2 separate regions of the Mus musculus genome follow, and region 1 is linked to region 2. Evidence: chromatin contacts called from public Hi-C data. All regions are on one chromosome and are shown on one strand. The core of a region is the stretch at or near the end of the contact, and the rest is flanking DNA. Distances in the headings are between cores, read along the strand shown.

Region 1 (7,341 bases), core at 186-2,685, 300 kb after region 2:
AGCAAAATGTTCTCCAAATAATAATATTCAAAGTGTTTTTAAAAAAGCAAACAAACAAGGAAACTAGCAAGCACACAAAATAAATTTTTATTAAAGTTATATTTACATGCCATTGTATTGCTTTGTATGTGATGAATTTCCACTTAGTAGAAATGTTTAATCCCACATGCATCACTTGATTGTTTATTTCATATATTCATATAGACAAGCTTGCAGATAAACTGTAGTCAGTCTCCAATGTAGAAAACTTATCACATGTGTGAATTAATCGCTGCTCAATTCTGTTCAAGTCAATACAGTTAATATGTTAAGTTCTTATATTTCCTGAATGCAAATGTATTTAATGAGTGTTTTAGCATTACCAATTTGCCTCAAGTATAATTGAGATATCAAAACTCTAATAGTTGTATCTGAGTGCTCAGATTTATGCAAATAGAAAATGATTTTTGCAGCATGCTTTAAAAATAAAAATAAATAAATGAAATATCTGATTGTGATTACTATTTTGTAGATTCAGACATTTTTAATGTATTCTTTCTTTAAAAAAATAGAACAACAACTAGAAACAATAATCACAGGTGAATCTTTGGAACATTGAATGCTTAGAAAATATAATATTTTACATACAAACACACACAAAACACAACACAATACACACACACACACACACACACACAGACACACACACACACGTGAAAGAATAATGTCCATTCTTTTCACTCTTCCCACCTCTTCTATGTTCCAAGAAACTGTGAGTAATGAAAGCAGGGCAAAGCCAATCAAATGGGTGTGTATACTAGTGCACTGAGAGTTGAAGGCTCTGCGTTGAAAATAAGGTTCATGCATTATTCATAGGCTATGCATGTTTATGTAAATTACCAAAGTCGGAAGTGTATATGAAACCAGAATCTGAGTTAAAATGATGATGTTATAATATACTGCTGGACCTATATCTTACCAATTCAACATACCCCATTATACTATTCTTGAAAATTACATCTTATGCAAGTTCACACTAGAAATGTAATAAAAATTTGAGGCTTACATACATTGCATAGTTTTCAACATTGCTTTCAAATTCAATATACTATTAAACACTGAAACTTAATAATATATAATTCAGACAGCCTAGGAGTAAGGATGTACACAGAAGCACCTGTGAGTGTTACATGAGAGAGGTGAGAAAAGGTGTGCCTAGAAATGTAAATCTATGAAGGTTTTAATGTACAGGGATTTCCACTTTGCAAGAAGAAAAGGCAAACCCTTCTTTCTATGGACGTATAGCTAGAAAATCTTGGAAGCAGTGTATTTGGGGGATGTCACCTCCTACCTAGTGAGAAACAGTGAAGGAGTCACTGGCTAACAAGACTCAGCTCACACTCATCTTCTGGGTTACAGTGTTCCTTTGAATCAGTCATTGTGGGCTGCCAGCATAGATGAGCTCATTTGCATAAGCTCTCCACCTCCTGGTCAGCTCTGAAAATCTTGGCCGCCTTGCACTGAATTCGCAAGGGAGCATTTATCCAAAAAAAAATAAATAAATAAAATAATATATAAAGGTTCTAAAGAAAACATCACAGCTGAATTAAGTCCAATGCACCTGAAATACATTGCTCTGTTATCTTTTAAATTGTTACAAATATAGAAGGCATTTTAGAGTCATTTCTGTGTATTCCTTTCCTAATGTACTACGTGAACCATTTTTCACACATATTAACACACCATATGCAAATGACGTTTAATGTGTTTTATTCACAGAGAGCATTTACAAATCATTTTGTGTATGGGGGAAGCAGTTGCTTCACTTCTGCATGCACAACTGAAATAGGAGGAGTGTATATCACTACGTTTTGAAATGAGAGAAAATTTAAATGGAATGAAGAAAGCTCACAGATGCCATAATGGAAATTGTCTATGTTCCTAATTCACCTATTAGTGCCTTTTTCTCGCTTCATAGACTTTCAAAATCTGGATGGTGAATTTTCTTTCTGTAAAAAATTTTAAGCTCTTGTCATTTGAAACAATTATCCCTTCCATTATTCATGCGTACATCCATACACACTGTTCCTCTTAGAAATCAAAAGAAAAGCTCAGAACAGCAAACACTTTTAGGTGAATTAAAATCTGAACTTAAACATTTGTGCCCCCCATACTCCTTCAGAAACAGAGAGTGATTTTGCACACATCTAATCATCATGTATTTATTCATGGCATTTTAAAACTTCCAATTTACTTACAGCAGAATTTATTTATTTTAAATAATTTATACACTAACATAAAAGCACTTAGATGTTAAAAAATGTAGAACAGATTAAATATAGAAGGCATATTAAAATTCTGTTTTATATAAAATATTAACCAGAAATGAACATCTGTAATTGTTAGAAAATTAATATGTGCAGCATGTCTTTATCTTCTAATTTATAGAAACAGGGTGTCTAAATAGTTATTATTTTCTTTCAATGTATAGAGTGACTAGGAAAAAATGCTGGCAATTTTTATTCTGTGAATGGTGTTTCACTATAGCATGAAGCTGTATCTAATTTGCGTACAGCATCATTGAAATGCAGTCTGTGACATGCAAATCATCAACAACATTGGGAATGCACACAGCCACTATACCTCCTCATACAAATAGACACTGCCACTTACGGATCACAGAGAGTGCTGCTACTGCAACTCAGAGCTATTCAAACACATCACGCTGCTGGAATTTGAATGTGGTTTACAAGCAAGGCTTTACTCATTAGAAGGAGTATTTTTCTTCTGTTGTGCAAACAAAAGAAGGTTTTGTTACAAACATATTCAATAGAAATAGCAATCTTTTATCTGCACCATCAGTTTCTCTTAAAGAAAAGAAAACATACAGTACAAAACTAAAATATGTAATTATTTGATGGTTAGTGCTGTGCATTCTTTATAGTAGGAAGGTAATAAAGCCTTCTTTAAATTTTAGAATAAGAGAACCAAATGTAGATACAATTCTCTAATCTTTCAGCAATGACTTAGTAGTTTCCATGGGGACATGAATATACAAATGTAAACTCAAGAGGGGCAGCTTTTACCCCATTTGCTAGGAATAAAAAGCAAAAGTGAATTTTATTTTCAATCACCTGGGTAATTATCTCTATGTGGCTTATATCTCACTGATTGGCTTCTCTTCTCCAAGTCATCTTTGCATTTAGGAGACAAGCCACTTATTTTTTGTACATTCTGGGAGACTTGTTATTTGAATTTAGATAATAAGTCATTATTATTATTTCATTTTAGAAAATAAAAGTTTTCTTGACAGCAAAAAATAATGAAATAGTTATAGATCTTTGTGAGAAATAAGCTTTCAATAGTAAGAGATATTCCTCCAAATATTTTGAAAGAGGACACATGAATGGATTTAAAATTTTATGTCTGCCCTCTGGGACTATTGGCAGCAGATTGTTTCTATACATTATGTGTCAAGACTTGTCTATTGAGACATATACAATAGGAAATCACTGCAATATAATTTAAAATTATCTTACTATGTTTCCATTATACCCTCATGTCACTTCATTCTCATCAGGCTTCATCAAACATCTTACTTTCTATTTAGTGAAAATACAATAGCCAGTAATGGATGATAAAGGGGAGATCAGTCAAATGTGGACAATGTTGGCTAAGAGGACTGAAATGAAGAATGTTCCTGGTCATATAACTGTTTCCAACTGTGTTCTAGTTTAAGGAAATGTTCAACATGATGCTCATTGCTGAACTCAGTCACATGTCTCATAGAGATGGTATTTCTCAGACATCAGTAAGTTAGAAGGGTTAGTAACACCTTTGAATCAAAGACCAGGATTAAAGTGACCTCAATAAATTGAAGACATAGCATGCACCACATTAAAATATGAATTACTCACAATTCCTGCTGAGGGAAATATAGAATTCATCATTTGTTTGTTTATCCATTCATCAAATGCTTGTTAAATGCCTACTATGTGCCAACTACAAATTAAATATCCTTTAACACAGACACATTTGTAATTTGAATGTCTACTCCTTCCTTCCTTACATGTCTTGCTCCTTTTAGAAAATCAGTTGATTTCAAAGTTGGATGCTTCTATATTAAGCATAATTGATAGACTTAGAACAGAGTCAACGGGTCAAAAAATCCAGCATGCTAAAATATGTATTATGGTTATACACACACAAATCAAAGTAAAACTTATAATTAAATTTGGGTTATTACAGGTTTAAAATAAAAGCACTTAAAATATATTTTGTTGGTTCAATTTTTGTATTCCAAAGACATATTTAGAAAGCCAGCATGCTACATAAAATCTAATTCTGCTGAGGTCTCACCTGCACTTTCATTCTGGTTGTCTGGAGTAAGTATGATTATGAAAACTGGCTTGAATGGAACATTTTACAGCTGCTATGTCAGCATAATTATTACTCTATCTATCTTCTCTGGTTAGAAATGACCAATTTATAAAAAAAACAATAATCTAAAACTTTTACCCTTGATCTTGGGATCCCAAGTCCCTTCCCCTCCACTAGGGTTAAATAAGACATCAACCTTTCAGACCATGGACAGGTCACTGGAAAGCATGTGGGACATGAATATCAAAATATTTATTCAGGATAAATTAGGGAGTTGAAGTTAAATAAATTTCATATTTATGTAGATAATAAGGAGTTAATAGACAAGAATCCATTAAAGCTGTCACATTTGGACATCAAATCCTAACTAGCTACTAACCTAACAATTCATCTGAACAAAACAACTTCTTATAGGTGCTTATAAATTGAAGACCATGTTACAAAGACTATTCCAAAGCAGACAGAATGACAATAGCCATTAGGACCATGCCCATACATGAATAATATAAACATGCATGTGGAACTGAATTTTTATTACCCTTTATCACCACTCCTTTAAAATATATAATGTATATTTTATAACCATTACTTTATAACTGTTATACCTGTATTATAGACCCTGTGTTTGTCTCCTCTTACTTTTGTAGCCTTAGGTGTGTGGAGATAAAGAGTTAAATTTTTAAACAGCCATTGATATGCTCTCTGAAGCAATTATTCCTTCTGTCAGAAAGAGATAAATGTACTACCACAAGACATTACAAATGTGCTCTTCCATACTCTAATACAAATTACTGTCAGGCCACACCACTTAAAGCCTTCTCTCTCTTATTTAGTAAAGCCAATTTCTTGTGGGTTTTACATATAAAGAAGAAAATATATCTCACTCTGATGATTGTTGAACACAATTTTTTAACAATTTTTAACCGGTTTTAGACAACATTGACTGCTTATTAATACCTAGAGCCATTCAACACTGAGCTTCACAGACACGATTGAACAAGCTGGTGAAAAAGGGAGCCTATGGTGTCAGGTGAGTTTGCTAACATATATTAGGGCTACAGAAGCAAGCTCGTCTACAAGGGAATTCAGTTAACTCTAATTCCAAACAAGCCTCTGTGAAGAATTTACTGCAAATAGTAGTAGTGATAATAATAATGAGCTCTGGGTTCACATCAATTACAGTCTCCTCCCCAAAAGGAATTATCTCAGGGTCAATCTGAACATATCAGTCTGTCCAGAGATCATGCAAACATAGCTCTTCAAAAGTAATGATGTGCTTTTTAATTAAATGTTTCATTATCTACTTTTTGTGGGAGGAATGTGCCAAAGTTCTGTACTTAGTTCTTCCTAGCTATGTGCTTATTAATAAATAACTTGATCTCCCTGCTCAAATTGGTATGATTGTGAATTAAAACAAAAATGTAGACTATGACTACATGGGGACTTTGTTTTGTAACTAAAGTCATTGATGATTTAAAAAAAATAGTCACCTATTTTTAGCATCTTAGCATCTGGTAAGGAGAGAATTATTATTCTTAATTTGCAACCAAACTCAGTATCTGTTCCTCCAGCCATACCTGCAAATGTTATTTTATAAATCTCACATCATTTTAGGACTACTCAGTTGGTGAATCTGTAATATGGAAAGCCAACAGGAAATACAACTACCAAGATAAGTGACAGTTTTTCTTGGACCCCTCAAACCTACAACCCCTTGTCTTCAGGTTTCAATTCCAAGGCTTCCTGGGCCCCTCCGACCTAAAATTCCTTGTCTACAGGTTTCAATTTCAAGGTGTACAGCTCTTCATTCATCCTATGCTGTCCTAGTTCTCTATGTCTACCCCAGTTGCATGCTCCATAAGACAGTTGTCAAAAATGCCTAGATCTTTTTCAAAGACAAACATTGCTTTTTGGCCTAAAAAGTTCCCTTTCATGTTTGTCATAATTGTTGCCCCTCAAGTTCAGCTTTCCTGGTCCTTTATTTTCAATGTCTTTTACCATGGATTACCTAAGCAGTCAACATTTCTCATAATATTGTACACAACTAGATTGATCTGTTTAGTAACAAATATTTAGCATTTTTACATAGTTTGCTTATTTTGCCCAGTACAAATAACTTTGTCTAAAAGCAGGGCCAATGTTTTTATTGCATATGGGCAGGGTGATTAGACTCTTAAGTGGTTTCACACAGCCACTTGGAACTCCTCTCCTAAAGGCAGATGTCTGAGTGGGAAACAACATCACAAGCAACAGAGGAAGCTGATATTCCAGAGGACTACACATGCACAAATATACACAAACAAGAAATTATTCATTAATGCACATGAAAAATGGAATTTAAAATCTAAAGATGAGGGAAATTGATCTTAGCTCTTGAGAATTACTATGCTCAATAAAATCCTAAACCTTCCCGACTTTGGGATCTGGTGGTTAGTAATTAAATGGGTGACAGAAGGTCTCAGGATCTCTCAATAGCAAATGATTGGCCCATGAGAAAACACTAACAGATACAGACAGCTGGGAGTCTGACAGCAACCAACCATGTCTCTGTCTAATCACCATATAACGATGAGAATAAGTTCATACTCTTGTCCATGCACCACAGTTTTCTACCAAGCAATTAGTGGTTGAGTTCAAATGGACAGTTAATGATCATCAAAAATTTGAACGTATTCTAGCATAATGACTCAAATAAACAAAGAAAGCTAGAGATATTGCAAACACATGGCTCTGGGTTTGGGGAAGAGAAAGAGAAAGAATGCACCTAGGAAGGAGGAAGAAAGGAAAAAAGGCTTAGACTAAGCAGTCAAGCAATGGATATAATCTCCCCTTCAGAAAATAAAGAAGTGATATTGGATCTGATAAGAGTGAAGATGAAGAGAAAGTAGCTGAATTGAAGGAGAAAAGGTCACAACAACAGCAATAGCAATGGAAATGTTATTTTGAGATTTTAAAATGCTGAAATTTTAATTAGAAAAGTTC
Region 2 (6,886 bases), core at 181-2,680:
CCAAGTATACTTCACATGTAAAGATGGAGCTTGAAAAACTTGCCAGTGTCACTTACACTGGTTACTAGGCTATCAAACGGCAAAATAAATGTGGATCTGTGTCTTCCTGTATCATTCACACATCTCTTCCCTGTGTCTTATTTATTAATAATCATCAAGATTGTGCCTTTATTGTAGGCAAAATTTATTCTGTGTTCTCTACCTGTATCATTTGATTACTGAGCCTGTGATTTTTTTTCTCAATATTTCTTTCGTTAAATTGCATGTTAAAATGTTACTAATGATACACTTACAACATTTAACCAGGTATGTAAAGAAAACACAAGTTCTGGTTAAAATAACATTAACAATTCAAACAAACCAGATCAAATATAATACTAAAAAAGACTCAAATGGATGTTTTTGGACATTTTTTGTTTTTGCCCTATTCTATATGATTCTTCCATTTTATGACTGCCATGTCATAAAATGGTCTCCTCACTCACATCAGGCATTCTTGTTACCTGAATGTTCTTGGACTACCTCTTTCTTCTTCCTACCTCAACAAGAAGATGCAAGGTCTGGCAGAGCTTATTTGCTTCTGCTGTGACTGGGCTCAGACTTTCTTCAAGGTCTAGTACAACACTCACACTGGCCTCTCAGTCTGGCTTTGTCACCCTCACTGGACTGTCTTAGCACTATAAAGCATAAATTCCTACACACCAAAGTTTACAAACAGCTTCATTTCACTTCATTTCATTTCATATACCTGCTTCTTTCTTTAGTCACATCTAAAGGCTTTGAAACCTTTTTTTTTATTTCTAAAATATGGATTTATGAACATCTTCCATATCTATTAATATTTATATGAAGTCCTTCCAGTGTATCTCCTAAGCATAGATCCTCTGTTCAAGAGCCAGGAATGAGCCAGGGGGTTGACAACTCATCAAATCCATTTTCCAGTCTTAGAATGGGAACCAAAAACACTCCACTGTTACCAATCACCATGGCATTGCACTAAACGTTCACAAAATGCTGTTTGCTTAACATTTTCTGGATTGGTCTAGAGCCCAGAAATCTCTCTTATTATAATTTTATATCTATGTGAACATTCTATTATATTGCTCAAATGCTGAAGTGTGGAATATTTGTCCACAGTGAAAACTGACATTTTCTAGGCAAGATCTCACACTCAACATGCTAGGGATTTACAGTTAAAAAATTTAATTATATATATATATATATATATATATATATATACCTTTTACATAGAATTGTAGTTTAATTTTTGTTTTAAATGAAACAAAACAAAACAAAACACTGCATTGTGTTTCTTGCATTCTAAATTCATCTGGAACTGACCAATGACTTTTCTCTTCAGACTAGGCATCTTTTATTCCATTTGGGCCAGTATCCAAGTCCTTGCTATGTCTCAGGAAGACTCCCCCAGCCCACTGCAAGCATTCATTGTCTGCCTTCTATGTGTAAGCACTGAAGCGTTACTTCAGTAACACTTGATCTCAGCCTTACATTTTAAGCCATTTACAGGAAAGCTGAGTCATTCACCTGAGTTCTGGGTGTTAGTCACTGTGTGATGAGATACTCTGAAGCAAGTTACTTTTAGATATTTCAAAGTGATTTTCAAGGCAGTAAGAATATTCCATTATAAATTGTGAGCACATATATGCACATAATATAATTATACAGAGTGGCAACAGCATGTGTTGTTATATAAAATATCTTACCTATCACATTTTTTCAAAAGGTTAGATACATAGATAGATAATATATATCTTTTTTTAGTGAGATACACAAGGTGTTCTATCTGTATAAGAGAAAAAAAAACAGTTTACATGTAGAAGGCTTTGCCTAGTTGAGACGATTGGCTTTTAAAGCATGTCTTAGGGCTTGTCTTCTCTTGTTAGCTTTTGGTCTTGTGATATCCTGATGTGAGAGATGCCCAGCTCTGGAGAGAATACCGATGGGGACGGTCTTCAGATGCTGGGCCTAACAACTAGAAAGCTGAATAAGGGTGAAAAGGAATAAAACGATCTTACTGTGTCTAAGCACTGTCACAACCCTGGAGACGCTGAACCTGCTTTGAACAAAGTTCTGACCTGCATCAATACATATTTCTTCACTAAGTCAATCTTTTCTTAAGAATGAACGGGGGTGGGAGGGGGGGTGAGGCATGGAGGCACCGGCCTTTAACCCTAGTGCTGAAGTGGTAGAGGCAGATAGACCTCTATGAGTCCCTGGCCAGCAAGGTCTACATAATGAGTTCCAGAACAGTCAGGGCTACATAGTGAGACCATGTCTCAACCAACCAACCAATCAACCAACCAACCAACCAATCAATCAAACAAATATTGAGCTGGGCCTTGAAAAAAAGCTCAGTGTGTCAAATGTTAGTCTTGTAAATTTGAAGAAAACAGTTTTAAGGAGCCAGGCTCATGGTTATGAGCATTTACTTCTCTTGTAGAGGACATGCGTTCAACTCGAAACACCTGCACGAGGTAGTTTACACCCATGTAACTTCAGTTCAGGGGTATTATGGTGAATCCCTTTTCTATCTTCTGTGGCCACTAGACACATAGATGGGGCACATATGTAACATACAGACAGTCATTCAAATACATACAATAAGCATTAATAGCCTTATAAAAGGTGGGTTTGGGATTGCTTGGAGTGCAGTCCAAGCCCTGGAGAGTCAGAAATAGAAGAATCCCTGGGGCTTACTGAACAGTGAACCTAGCCAATCATGAGCTCTATACTTAGCAGGAAGCTTTGTCTCAAGAAACAAGATAGAGGATGATTAAGGGAGACACATATGTCTAACATTTAGCCCCCACCCCCTCACATCACACACACACACACACACACACACACACACACACACACACGAAAAAAATTATTATATATATAATTTCTTGTAGTTGTGTGTCAGATTTACCTCTGGAAATGTGAGAAAAGACAGAAAGTTTCAGTAAAGGTACAGTTCTCATAAGCCCACCTGCCACCATCATCTAGAGGAGCTTTTATCAAGACATAATAGAATGCTAGAGAACTAATTATAGTATCATTTTTCAAACATGACACTCTGTAGAGTTCATATTAATTTATTCCTTCAATAAGTGTTTTATGAATGCAAACTTGATGAAAGTCACTGAACTATGTGTTAAAGATGAGAGAAGGAAAGTGTGAAATCAAAGCCCTGCCCACCAGTGTCTTCCTGTCCAATTAGAGAAAACTCATAATGTAAAAACTGTATCTGAGTAACACAAGGGGTGTGATTGAGTGAATGGTGTGGGCCTTAGGATTGCAAGACAGAAGAGCTAACGAATATATTAGAAAGAGGTGAGATTTCAGTCAGCCTCTGAGAAGTGAGGAGAATAGAGACCTAAATAAGTTTTGGATCAGAAATGTGCTTTTGTTTCAAAGTGGGATACCCAGGCCTCTAAAGAATGTCTATTCTGGCAGGAAATGCATTAAGAAGGCAGATGGCAGTATCACTGGTGGAGACGTTTGCAGAGGTAAGTCTTATCTGATGAGTTCTAAGCTGAAACATAGAGGCTTTGTATGTCTAGGAAAATATCCGAACCCTAAGGTCTCAATATAATACACTTTGGTTATGAGGGTAACAGGACATACGTTACAAGATTATTTGGAAGAGTAGGTGAGGAGACTCTTTTTTCTTTTTCTTTCTTTTTTTCTTTTCCTTAATTTTTTATGTTTTATTTTATTATTTTTGTGCTCAGTACAGTCCCTGGTACAGTTATGCCACTCTATAAATGTCAGGAGCTAGCAGCAGCAGAATCCTGGAAGATGCATTTCAGTGCTGAAAGAGGAAGTTTGAACTTGACTGTGGACTGAAGTGAGCATCATCAGGCTGTGTTTGTTAGTGGTTCTAACATATATAAAGTTTTTTTTCCAGGGCTAGACTAATGGGTGTTAACATTCACTTGGAGAATGGGATGGAGAAAAAGAGAGAGGACAGCTGGGAGGTGATTTGCATATGGGTAAGGTGTGAAGAACTGGATGTCTTCATGGAAACATTTTAGAAAGGAAAATCTTGGGAAATCATTATCAATTTGCTACAACATACTGAATCATAACCCGGATGGGCATAAGCATCTTTGTTTACCTGGCAAAGACTATAGAGCTTCTCAAAGATAAAGATGTTCAGCTGCAAAACTGAATGTACTTTCAAGGGATCCTTCAAAGCCTTGTTTTGGAAAGGCAGAGGACAGACACAATAATCAAAACAGAATAAGGCAAATAAACTGAGTCGATCATTTTATATTTACAATATTGAATGGTTTGTTTATAACATGTAAAATTTGCAATTTTAGTTTTCCCCATAGAGTATTGTAATATTTTTTTATCTGGACTTACAGGAATCATTTGTCCTTTGATCTGTTTCCTTTAACCAGTGCTCCCATGTCCTCTCCTGCATGACTGCCAAGTGCAGGACATCCTACTCAGTTCTATATTGTTGGATCACAACTATAGTGTCTGGAGACTTGATGTGTAAACCTCCTGTAGTAATCCAAAGATCACTTAATAAAAAGTGTTTATGAATTTTTTCCACCTTCAAAATTTAAATCGGTTTGGGAATTTTGTCTTTGCTGCTTCTTACATTCAATTCTAAAGCCATGGAAGGCACATAGGGTCTACATCATCAACCTCACCTTCATCCTCCATTGATAGACCCTTCTGCCCAGCTATTTCTACATCATTGTATAATCAAGATGCTAAACAAGAGCCCAAGATCACCAAATTGATGTATCCACCCTTTCCATACGAATCACTGAGAAACCAGAGGCAGAGATTTTATATTCTCCTGCTATCAGCCTTGGCATTCCCTGTAGATGCTCTAAGTATCCCCCAATGGCTCCTTTATCATGCCCTATATGTTTACACAAACTGCTTTAAACTTCATTCTGACAGACAAGAAACATATGGTGGTTGTATCTTTGTTTAAAACTGTATATGTATAACAGAGGATATGAAGCTAAATTTCTGCTAGTAATAAAACCATTTTCTCTGCATCCTGTTAGTCCTGAAAGGAACCTCAAATAACTACTTACCAAGATTTTACTAGCAGTTCTGAAAGGCAAAGGTGGAATAGTGTCATTCATTTTTGAAATTCTTAATTACATGGATGTGCCTTTTAAGTTGTAGCAATTCTCACTGTGAATTTAATTCCTCTAAAGATAGACATAAGCATTAGAAAATGGCACTGCAGTATCTTAGGGCCCCAGAAAATGCTATCCTCATCACAAGGACAATGTGATTACTCTGAGACTTGATAAAGATTTAGGTTTTACCCTAACAGTTTGTCTAAGACTTGGATTGACAGTATCAACAGTTTCTTCAACTTCTTTAGAGATTTTAATTGGCGTATTTTTAAATGTTTTTCCTTTGTGGATACAGCTTTATTTCAATAATGATTGATGCATGGTACTCTCCTTTGAGTTCAAAGGTAACACAGAACTTGATCAAGATACAATTTAACCGAACTAACCAGTTTAAGTTTAAAAGTAACATTTGGACTTAAGATAAACCAAGCCTAATGTCTGGCATCTTAGACTCTTTGTGTCTCATTGGCCTTGGAGCAAGCATAGCCTGTAGAGACCAACAGACCCTGGCTGGCCCTGAAGTCTGAGTATTGTGCTCTCTGAATGCTGAATTCCTCACTTAGCATCATTGATGTCATTTTATTCTATAAAATTAGAATTGAAGTATCTTCCTAATTTTTAAGGTAATTGCCAAATGAAATAAAGAGTAAAAACTATATCTAGTGAACAAGGAATTAGTATTTTAATATTAAGGAATTGGTATCTTTTAAAGGTTAGTATTCTGAGGTAGAATTTTTTTTTGATGAGTCACCACCTCTTTTTCATTCACTGACTCTTCCCTTGTACGCCTATTTTTCCCCAGACTTTTCACTCTTGTTCTCTGTCATCTTTTCTGGATAAAGCATTGGAACTATTTCTTTTTCAGAACTGGTTAAAATTAGATAGAATGCAATATCAAATAGCAAGAAGCCTTAAAGAGTATGTATAAAATTCTAAAGAAACCCCTTTAGGCATGTGGGCTCCATCCAGGGACTTGTGTTTTATAAATGGGTTTGATAGAAGTCTGTGAGTAGAAGTATGTGAATTAACATTTAACATTTACACAAACTAAGTAAACATGGTGGTGTTAAAGGGAGCCTCTGCCTGCTTCCCCTTCCCATGCTTACAAAGGAGGCTTTGCTCTACTAAAATCTTAATGTCACAATAGCAGCCATGCAAACTTTGTGCATCTTCTAACTCCCAGGCTGGGCATGAACTTGGCATCATGAAGCTGAGTAGCTAGGGAGTTGGGAAGACAGTTAGAATGGGACTCTTCCTTGAGTTTAGAGACAAGGTGTGTACGTGGTGGGTGCCACTGTACCTGGTTTCCTTTCCTGTCAGTTTTGGGGTCACCAAGGTTTGGTTTGGTTTAGTCATCATGTGAGCTAAGTACAATGCTAATTAGTGTGGTTTTTCTGCACTGCTTGCTTTCCTACACTAAGGTTCTTTGATCTTCTACATCTGAAGCTTAGTTAGTCATCTGCTCACCAGCAAGGAGAGAGAGCATGCATCATTGAAAGAGGAGAACATAACTTCATGTGAATTAATGAAGATAACTGTTGCAAGCCAACAGACTAATGAAGGATAACAGAGAGCAGTTTTGTTCAGCAGTTATTTTTATATTGAAGTTAGTTATGAGCAAGAATGGCTAGAGCAAGCCATCTTCCAGGTTTCTCCAAAGGATTGCAGAGACATTTATTCCATTACTTCTCTTAAAAACTACTGTAACAGATAGTTAAATTGATGTGCTTATTTCAAGAGAAAAAATATAATTTTATAGTTTGTTG

The links. Hi-C and Micro-C count contacts between places; a contact is called where the count stands out from the background.
Region 1: a Hi-C map of cortical neurons shows a contact between it and region 2, with 3 times the contacts expected there. The contact joins two enhancer-like sites. A contact is called at or near these places in 2 of 484 Hi-C or Micro-C datasets (both in cortical neurons) and 1 of 115 datasets of contacts at active chromatin or transcription factors (astrocytes).

What each region holds. Positions count from the first base shown.
Region 1 is chr13:85,065,971-85,073,311 of GRCm38.p6, forward strand. No RefSeq gene overlaps it. Among named protein-coding and RNA genes, the nearest start is that of Ccnh, 120 kb to the right of the region's middle. Within about 2 kb of position 1,436, at least 26 of the 459 cell types and tissues checked have an H3K27ac peak or open chromatin away from gene starts, as enhancers often do. A contact at or near this core is called in cortical neurons, where this site is marked.
Region 2 is chr13:84,762,686-84,769,571 of GRCm38.p6, forward strand. The region is part of intron 2 of Gm34196 (a long non-coding RNA gene); the gene reads right to left. Among named protein-coding and RNA genes, the nearest start is that of Gm34246, 91 kb to the left of the region's middle. Within about 2 kb of position 1,431, at least 7 of the 459 cell types and tissues checked have an H3K27ac peak or open chromatin away from gene starts, as enhancers often do. A contact at or near this core is called in cortical neurons, where this site is marked.